Regions from separate parts of the Sus scrofa genome. Here all the other regions are linked to region 2. Evidence: chromatin contacts called from public Hi-C and HiChIP or PLAC-seq data. All regions are on one chromosome and are shown on one strand. Each heading gives the region's core, a stretch centred on a gene start, on an enhancer-like site or on the middle of the called end of the contact. The rest is flanking DNA. Distances are from core to core; before and after follow the strand shown. Region 1 has its middle 370 kb from the start of DIRAS2. Region 2 overlaps LOC110256747 (a long non-coding RNA gene). Region 3 overlaps LOC106505879 (a long non-coding RNA gene).

What was found. Hi-C and Micro-C count contacts between places; a contact is called where the count stands out from the background. HiChIP or PLAC-seq counts read pairs in DNA pulled down with a chosen protein or histone mark.
Region 1: a Hi-C map of liver shows a contact between it and region 2, with 4 times the contacts expected there. The contact joins two enhancer-like sites. A contact is called at or near these places in 2 of 47 Hi-C or Micro-C datasets (liver and skeletal muscle) and 1 of 2 datasets of contacts at active chromatin or transcription factors (skeletal muscle).
Region 3: a contact with region 2 is called in an H3K27ac HiChIP or PLAC-seq map of skeletal muscle. The contact joins two enhancer-like sites. A contact is called at or near these places in 3 of 47 Hi-C or Micro-C datasets (heart right ventricle and skeletal muscle) and 1 of 2 datasets of contacts at active chromatin or transcription factors (skeletal muscle).

Annotation. Positions count from the first base shown.
Region 1 is chr14:1,601,892-1,604,591 of Sscrofa11.1, reverse strand. No RefSeq gene overlaps it. Among named protein-coding and RNA genes, the nearest start is that of DIRAS2, 370 kb to the left of the region's middle. Within about 2 kb of position 1,296, at least 8 of the 83 cell types and tissues checked have an H3K27ac peak or open chromatin away from gene starts, as enhancers often do. A contact at or near this core is called in liver, where this site is marked.
Region 2 is chr14:1,379,834-1,382,533 of Sscrofa11.1, reverse strand. It overlaps LOC110256747 (a long non-coding RNA gene), which reads right to left. Exons shown (of 2, transcript XR_002338666.1): 2 at 2,532-2,700. Among named protein-coding and RNA genes, the nearest start is that of GADD45G, 220 kb to the right of the region's middle. Within about 2 kb of position 1,428, at least 26 of the 83 cell types and tissues checked have an H3K27ac peak or open chromatin away from gene starts, as enhancers often do. A contact at or near this core is called in liver and skeletal muscle, where this site is marked.
Region 3 is chr14:1,558,184-1,560,883 of Sscrofa11.1, reverse strand. The region is part of intron 4 of LOC106505879 (a long non-coding RNA gene); the gene reads right to left. Among named protein-coding and RNA genes, the nearest start is that of GADD45G, 390 kb to the right of the region's middle. Within about 2 kb of position 1,378, at least 26 of the 83 cell types and tissues checked have an H3K27ac peak or open chromatin away from gene starts, as enhancers often do. A contact at or near this core is called in skeletal muscle, where this site is marked.

The sequences.
Region 1 (2,700 bases), core at 47-2,546, 220 kb before region 2:
GGGAAAGTTGTTAATTAATTGAGCACTGTTTCTGTGGCTCCCCAGAGGAGTGACTGTGTCATCTCATCTTTTCTTACCAGAGCCATGTTCAATTATTGCCATGGTTTTATTCAAAATTTAATTACGAAGAAATTGAGGCACAAAGGATTGAAGTAAAGCACTTATAGCTGCACAGCTGCTGGTATCAGGGAGCTGGAAGCAAAATAACAGTAGGCATTTACTGTCATGGCAAACACATAATATTTTAAGAGGATCTGAAAGTCTCTTTTTTTAATCTGGCATCAAAATCTTTACCTACTGTTTTCATGGTCTTAAAGCACCTCCTCAATTAGCCAGTGACTCATTTTTCCTGCAGAATTTATAAATAGCACTGATAATTTTTACCAGGATGAAATATAGAACAGAACAGATAATCTCTATAAACATGGAGATTAACATTTTTTTTTTATCTTTATGGCAGGATCTGGATCAAAAGTTTTTCTGATTTCAGGGTCCTGCATGTCAGAGATGAGCTGGGAAAGAATACAAAGGAGAGTCAGTGGGAGTTTGTACAAGATGGTGGGAGAGATAGGGGCGTTTATGGGCGGGAACGGAGCATCTGTTTATTTATTTACCGTCTGTAGCCTTAAACCTTACAGATGGAGATATGAACTAAGCCACAAAAGGTCAGGTTAGGGGGAGCTGAGCAAAAGTATGCCAAGCAACTCAGGGCACCTGCCTGTCTGGGCTGAGAGTCCCCTATCAGCCTGGCAAACACCAGCGAGTTTTCTCTATGAGGATCCATGCGGGAGAGGGCACAGAAGCTGGCATCTTCTTCATCAAGATAAGTCTCGTACTGAAGCTTCTTCTAGGTAAGCAGCTCAGCAGGCTAGTCAAGACCAGGCAATCCTCTTTGTTCCTCTCTGTGGTGCAAGGGACCTTTCACCTGGGTAGAAGGCGTGCATTCTATGTGAATCCTTGCCCAAGATCAGCCTGCAGTGACACACAGGCGAATACATCCAAAGGTGTCCAGTGATCCACGCCCTCTGAGCATGGGATTCAGCAACTAATGACACCAGCTTAAACCCAGAGCACCAAACACTGAGAGAAAACAGAAGACAAAATGTCCTTTCATAAGGAAATATGAATCAAAGGGCCTGTTTTTAAGAAGAGCTATGTTTGGGTTAGGGTTAGGGTTCGAGTTAGAGCCTCAGGACTGAGGTTGCTGAAGCCAGGTTTATCCAACTGAAACCCAGGTCTTCTGGTTGCCCTTCTGGAGCCTCTGCATTTGCACAGCCCTCAGCTGCCCAGTGTCTTCCTCCAGGGCCATCTGCTAGGGCCTCCCTGCAGTGACATCTACAGGGAAAGATATAACGAGTTATATTAATCCAGAGTATATACTTTGGAATAAAAATGGATGACTCTGGATATAGATTTTTTTTTTTTTTAATATCAGCCAACAAGTAGCTCTTCAAGATCATTGGCTTCAACCTTTTCTGGCTCCCTGCCTTTGCAATGCTCTCATTCTCCAAGCTGTCCCCAGCCCCCACCCGCCTCACTCCCTGTCCAGCCCTGGCAGGCAGCCCCAGTCCTTCCCAGAGCCGGCTCCTGCTATTCCCCCAGTGGCTCCAGCCGAACCACAGTCCGTGGCATTGCCTGATGCTTTTTGCCAGCAAGCCCATAATAAGAACCCTCTCAAACCGCTGCAAGACCTTATGTTTTCCAGAACCCAGAGGCGTTTTCTGTTGCATAACCCAGTTGATTCTTGCTATATCTCCTCCCAGCTTGTGGATCAGCTCCTGCTTGGTTTAATGTGTCTGAGTAAGAGCTTCATTCCCAGGTGCCTGTTATCAGATTCTCCAATTTTAGCCCTGCATTTTCTGGGTCATCTGGATAATGGACCTCATTTACTGGTTGATCATTACCGCTTTGTTTTTGAGTCTATACTTAGCTTCCTAGGGCTGTCAGAACAAAGTATCACAAACCGGGTGGCATAAAACAACAGAAATTTATCGTCGCACAGTTCTGGGGGCCAGAAGTCTCGAATAAGGCTGTCATTGGGGTTATGTATCCTCTGGAGACTCTAGGGAAAAATCCTTCCTGCCTCTCCCAGCTTCCAGTGTGCTCAGCTTCTCTTTGGTTTGTGACTGCTTCCCTTCAATCCTTCCTGTCTTTACAGGACCATCATTTTCCTAGGTGTCTCTTTTCAAATGATGTATATATGTCTGCATATAGGTATACATGGGTACATGTATGCGTGTACATGTGTGTATGTACGTGCACATGTCTCTCTGTATAGTCTGTGTGCCTGTGTGTATACATCTGTGTGTGTATGTATGTATGTATGAATATGTGCATATGTATGTGTCTGTGTGTCTATGCATGTGTGTGTGTGTGTGTGTGTGTGCTTGTGCATGTATGCATGTGTGCCCGTGCAGGTGTGTCTTTGGTTACAACCCTAAGTAAGGGAAGAAGGGGAAGGACAAGGACAAAGGAAAGGTGAGCCACAAGACAGCACCCCCTGCAGCCCGCCTAGGGTAAGGCATGCCCAGCTCCAGACCACCCGAACTTGTCGCAAAGCAAAATAATGGGATAAATTGAAATGGGACTTGGAGAACCTGAGGCCTGGTCTGAAAGGAGGAGACTGAGATGCAGAATTCAAGTCTTGTGCCTGAGGGGTTAAGGACTTTAGGAACCACAGGGCGCCTTAGAGAACTGGCC
Region 2 (2,700 bases), core at 179-2,678:
CTAACCCTGAGCCTCCATCTCAGGGGCCACCACCTCACCCCTGCCTCAGCCATCGGTGTATGTGAAATCCGCTTTCCAGGAGTTAGCATCATGGCTCAGTGGGAATGAACCTGACTAATATCCGTAAGGATGCAAGTTTGATTGCTGGCCTCGCTCAGTGGGTTAAGGACCCGGCGTTGCCATGAGCTGTGGTGTAGGTTGCAGATGCGGCTGGGATCCCACGTTGCTGTGGCTGTGGTATAGGCTGGCAGCTACAGCTCCGATTCAAACCCTAGCCTGGAAACTTCCTTATGCAGTGAAAAAAGACAAAAAAAAACAAAAAACAAAAAACAAAACCTAGTTTCCCTCTGTGCAGTCCCAAGAGGTTTGCATCTGTTTCACAGGTGGTGTTTAAGTCACAGAACATCAAGGAGGAGAGGAAATGGAGATTGTTGAGCCTGTCCCTGGCAGGGCTGTCTTGCCTGGGACTAGAAATGCCCCCACCTCACCCCATCCACCTTCCCCACCTCCTGCACCCCATTTCCCCCTCCCCCATTCTACCTCCCCCTCCCCATCTACCTCCCCAAACTCCATCTACTTTCCCCACCCCTCCTGCTTCCCCCACCCCATCTTCTCCTGCCCCATCAACCCTATCACCTCCTCTGACTCCCCTTTGCACCCACTTCCCTCGTCCCCTTCCCCTCCCCCACCTCCCCCATCTCCTCTACCCCATATCCCCCTCCCCTATTTCATCTCTTCCCCCAACACACACACACACACACACACACACACACGCGCGCGCGCGCATGCACGTGTGCGTGCACGCGCACGCACTATTGGGTTCCCCCCAAGCCACAGTGGCAGAACTGCTGGAGAACAAAGGCCACCCTGGGGCCACATCTTGGGATCCCTGGCTGTCCCCTGGGGCCAGCCTTGCTCCTGCTCTGAAATGGGCACTGTGGAGCCTTCTCTCCAGCCACCAGGACTTGTGTGCTCCCTGCAGCCAATGACCCTGGGGAGAGGGCCACTCGACCTCTGTGGTGGCCGCCTGTGGCTGCCCTCGGAGGCAAGACCTGCTTTCCCCAGCTGTCACTCCTCCAGGTCTGGAACTGGCTTTCCCCGTGTGTGTTCTTCCAGCATCCACACCCCAGCCAAGCTGCAAGTCCCTCTGGGGCCAGCCCCTGCCCAGCTCCTGGCTGCCTTCCCAGAGCAAGGCGGTGTCCCCATAGCACCCTCTCTCCTAGAGGCCAGGCCTATAAGCTGCCCTCTCAATTTAGCCCGGCAGCCCTGGGAGAGGAGGCCCCTCCCAGTGCAAATCCCAGGCCCCTCCCTGGAATTCAGGAGCTGCCTGGGATTTTTCAAATGGCAGTCCTTCCAGCTGGAAAGTGCATTTGAGTTCCAGCCTCCCCCCAGCAACCCCAGAAGAAGAGACTCAGAGCCCAAGGGAGGCAGCCTCGAGCTCGGAACCGGCAGGTGGGGAGCACAGGATGGCTCCCACCTTAGTTCAGGCCAGTCCGTGACTCCCCCGCAAAGCCACAGGGCCCCTGTGGGGATTCAGACAAGTGTACACAATTCTGGGGGGGTCGATGGCAGAGAACCCCCCACCTGACCGGAGATACTAAATGTGGCTGTTCAGGCAGACTTACTCTCCTACACGTGGGATTTGGCTTCCAGACAGCGGCCTCCTGTCCCAGTGCATGGCCACGGATGATCTGGGCTACTTGTTAAACAAAACTAAACTAACATAAAGACAGGTTTCCCAGCACACTTTGGAGTGAGTAACCCTATCCATCGTCCATATGCCAGGCATCATTCCCCAGCAGCTGGGTGGGGAAGAAAGCTTAATCGCTTTGAACCTGCATAATCTCTGCGCCCTCCAACTATATAAAGGTACAGCTGGGCAAAATGTCATGAAAACATTCGATTCTAGGTAACAGGGTGTCAGATGCCTTGCATGCTTTCTCACATTTCCAGGACACACTCCAAAGAACCCCCTGGCGTGCTGACATCACGTGCTACTCAGAGGACACAGCCACGCCACCCCCCACCACCCCTTCCCCCACTCCTCCACCACCCCTGACCTCGGAAAGATGAAGCATTGTCCATCTTTACCCTGGGGGCAGTGGGGGTGGGGGTGGAAATATGATGGACATAATGAGCTAAAAAATACTTGGTGCCTAGAGAAGTCACTTGAAAGATGAGGGTTCTTAAGGATCCCGCTATTTCTTTGAATTCCCATGGAACTCAGGTATCTAGGTTTCTCCCAAAGCTTTCCTGCCTCTGGCTTTTTCTTTGCTATTTCTAGAGGCAGGCCCGATTGCTGCTGTCAATAGTTTTGACAAATCACGATGGAGCTAAAAGAAGTAGGTGGAAGAGGAACCCTCCGGCCCTTGGTGACAATCACGCTCCTCCTGTTCCCTGAGTCCCCGCCACACGCCTGGCTCTCACACATCCTCCTTTAAAGGCAGACGTCAAGAAGGGGTCATGCTAGGATCTGTGGCCAGTCAGCCCTCGCTCCTTTAGATAAGATGGTTGAATGAGTCACGTAGTGATGCAGAACAACAGTAATTCTTTATTACCTCTCTGGGTTCCTATGAGTCAGGGATTCGAACAGGAAGCAGCAGGTGGCTTGTCTCTGCCCAGTGGTGTCTGGGACCTCTGCTGGGGACTCAACGTCTGGGAGGGACCCCCTGAGGACCAGTCCTTCCTATGTCTGGTGGT
Region 3 (2,700 bases), core at 129-2,628, 180 kb before region 2:
GTTCCCTCCTAGAGGGAAAGTTCACAGGAACCCCCTCATTGTGACTTTTTTTAGTCTCCTCTGTTAAAAGCCTTCATACACTTGGCCTCACCAAGGGACCTTGACAATGGCCTCACCTCTGCTGACTGTGAAATACCCAGCTGAGCCGCTCTCTCTTTTTCTGACCCTGGCTGTCACCACAGCTCAGCCGGGAGGTTCATCATGATCCCTAAGTCTCTTCCCTCAGAGGAGTTAACACCCCCGAATACGTAGAATCATTATTTTTATGTGGAGAGATCACAGATCGATTATGCATACTCTTTACTTAGTTACTTTCCTGTGCTTTCTTGGTTTTCCATGATTTTTGTGGCATTTTTACCTCTGAAAAAAGAAACCATATATTTTGCCATCCCTCAATGGCATAAATAGCCCCCTTGTCAAAAAGCCTCAAGAACCAGCCCCGTGAGCCTGGGTCACAAGCAACCTTCAAGACTTTGCGGGAGCATCTGCGTTTTGAGTAGGTAGAAATGTTACAAAATGCTGCATTTTTGCTCTTAAAACATCTCCCTTGACTTAAATAGCATGATGGATAGCACCCAAATGAGGTTTTTCTTCCCCAGAAGTTTCTCCCAGAATAGAAACTGCCCACAGTATTTTTCTTGGGAATAGATTTGTATGGGAGTGTTCGCTGTTGACATTTTTAAGCTGATGCACCCTGTTATGCAAAGTTGAGCAGAAAAGGCAAGGTTCCAGTTGCCACTTTCGTTTTGTGACCTGAACGTTGCCAACTAGGGTAAACACACATTCACTAGTCAAATGCATTCGACACTTAGATTCTTAGCGTGTACATTCCTGAAATGCCAGCAGCTCACATGCTGGCCTGGTTGGTTTGGCGTTCTGGTTTCAAAGCTGAGGCAAGTGGCCCAAATCCTTTTCTTATCCTTCTTTGCGGCCCTGGAGGCCCAGCAAAAGGAAAATCCTGACAGTGTTCTTTAGGTGAGGATAAGGTTTCAGATGCTCCAATTTCTCTAGAGGGCCACTGCTCCATGGAGGAAAAATAGCCAACCAAAAATTCAGCAGCTGCCCCCCCTGAAAATCCAGGTTCTGGGGTTTGGGTCTTAAAACACAGCACCTGTTGCAAATAAGCAGGTGCAATCAGACTGCAGCTGTGGGATACTGTCATGTAGCCGGCTTGTATCAACATACACAGGGGTCCTTGTCAGTCTGACACATGAGGATAGGGCAGTAAAAGAATTTTGATACAGCTCCTGCCACCCCAGCAGAGAGGAACCAGGCAGAATTTATCAGGCTCCCTGCAAGCCATGAGAGGAAAACATTTATTTGTCTCAGTCAACCAGATTCTCAGTTGTCTTGTTGCTGGGTTTCTATGGCAACGATGTTCATTGTAAGTGCAGAACAGTTACCAATTCAATCTCTGGACTGCATCCCCATTGGAGGCTGCAAGTCTATCCTTCCCACTTTCCTTTGGCATCAGTGACTAGAAGGAAAGGAATGCATCCTGGAATGAAATAGCTAAGCATTTAGGCACTTGGCATTTTCCATCTCTCCCAGCAAGGAGCATACAAATCAAAGGGTTCTGAATGGGGGTGGGGGGGCAAGGAAGTTGGTATTGGACCCAAACCAATGGTAATAACCCAGATGTTCAGCTTGTCTTGGGATCCAGAGTAATTATTTTTATCCTTTCCACCATTGTCAGAACTTTGGTTAGATAATTCCGAATGAAAAAGTTCTACTAAAGAATTTCTTCTGTAACAGAGTCTTGGAGCCACTTCCGAGTGTGTTGCAAGAAAACCCAGGGCTGTTTTGCAAAGATGGATCATCTCTGTGAAGGATAAAAGCCTGTATTTTAAGTATCTCCTCTGCTGCTTGAATGCAGACATAGAAAACCCTACAGCGTGGCCCCAGGGTCAGAAAGAACCACTAGGCAAGACCCTGCAAAAAATGATCCCAACCACAGCCCACCAGGTTCACAAGTAATGAAAAACACGTAGTGATACCCTGATACCTGGATGTCAGGGTTTCACTCTGCTGCCTGGGACCCTCCAGAGAGGTGCCCATTCCTTTGGCTTCTAGATTATCAGAAATATGCAACCCAGAGCAAATGACAGGGCAGCCTTGTCATTCTTACACAGGCCTATCCTTATTATTGTTACTATGATTTCATTAATAGTAACACTAAAAAGGCTCTGAATTTTTTCCTTTTTACAGCCGAACCTGCAGCATCTGGAATCGACCAGGTTAGGGGTAAAATCACAGCTGCGGTTGCAGCCTACACCACAGCCATGGCAACACCAGATCCAAGCCACATTTGCAACCTAGGCTGCAGCTCGCAGCAACTCCAGATCCTTAACCTACTGAGCGAGGCCAGCAATTGAAACTAACCTCATGGAGACTATGTCAGATCCTTAACCCACTGAGCCACAACAGGAACTCTAAGTCTCTGACTTTTAATTAAATTATTCCTTCTTCCCTGTGCACACTCAGCTCCATACAGGAAAATGAGGTATTTTATTACCTTTTTAAGTCTCTATTTTAATTTACATTGGTTAAGCCAAATTGAAGCCAAACTCAACCCATCAGAACATCCGGGGGAAGGGGATGGTTCCCTTCCAGTAACTCAGTGGTGGAAAAACGGGGAGGTTGCACTCAACCCCCTTCTGACATAACCCATATTTGGCCCAGGCTTCTCTGGGGATAATG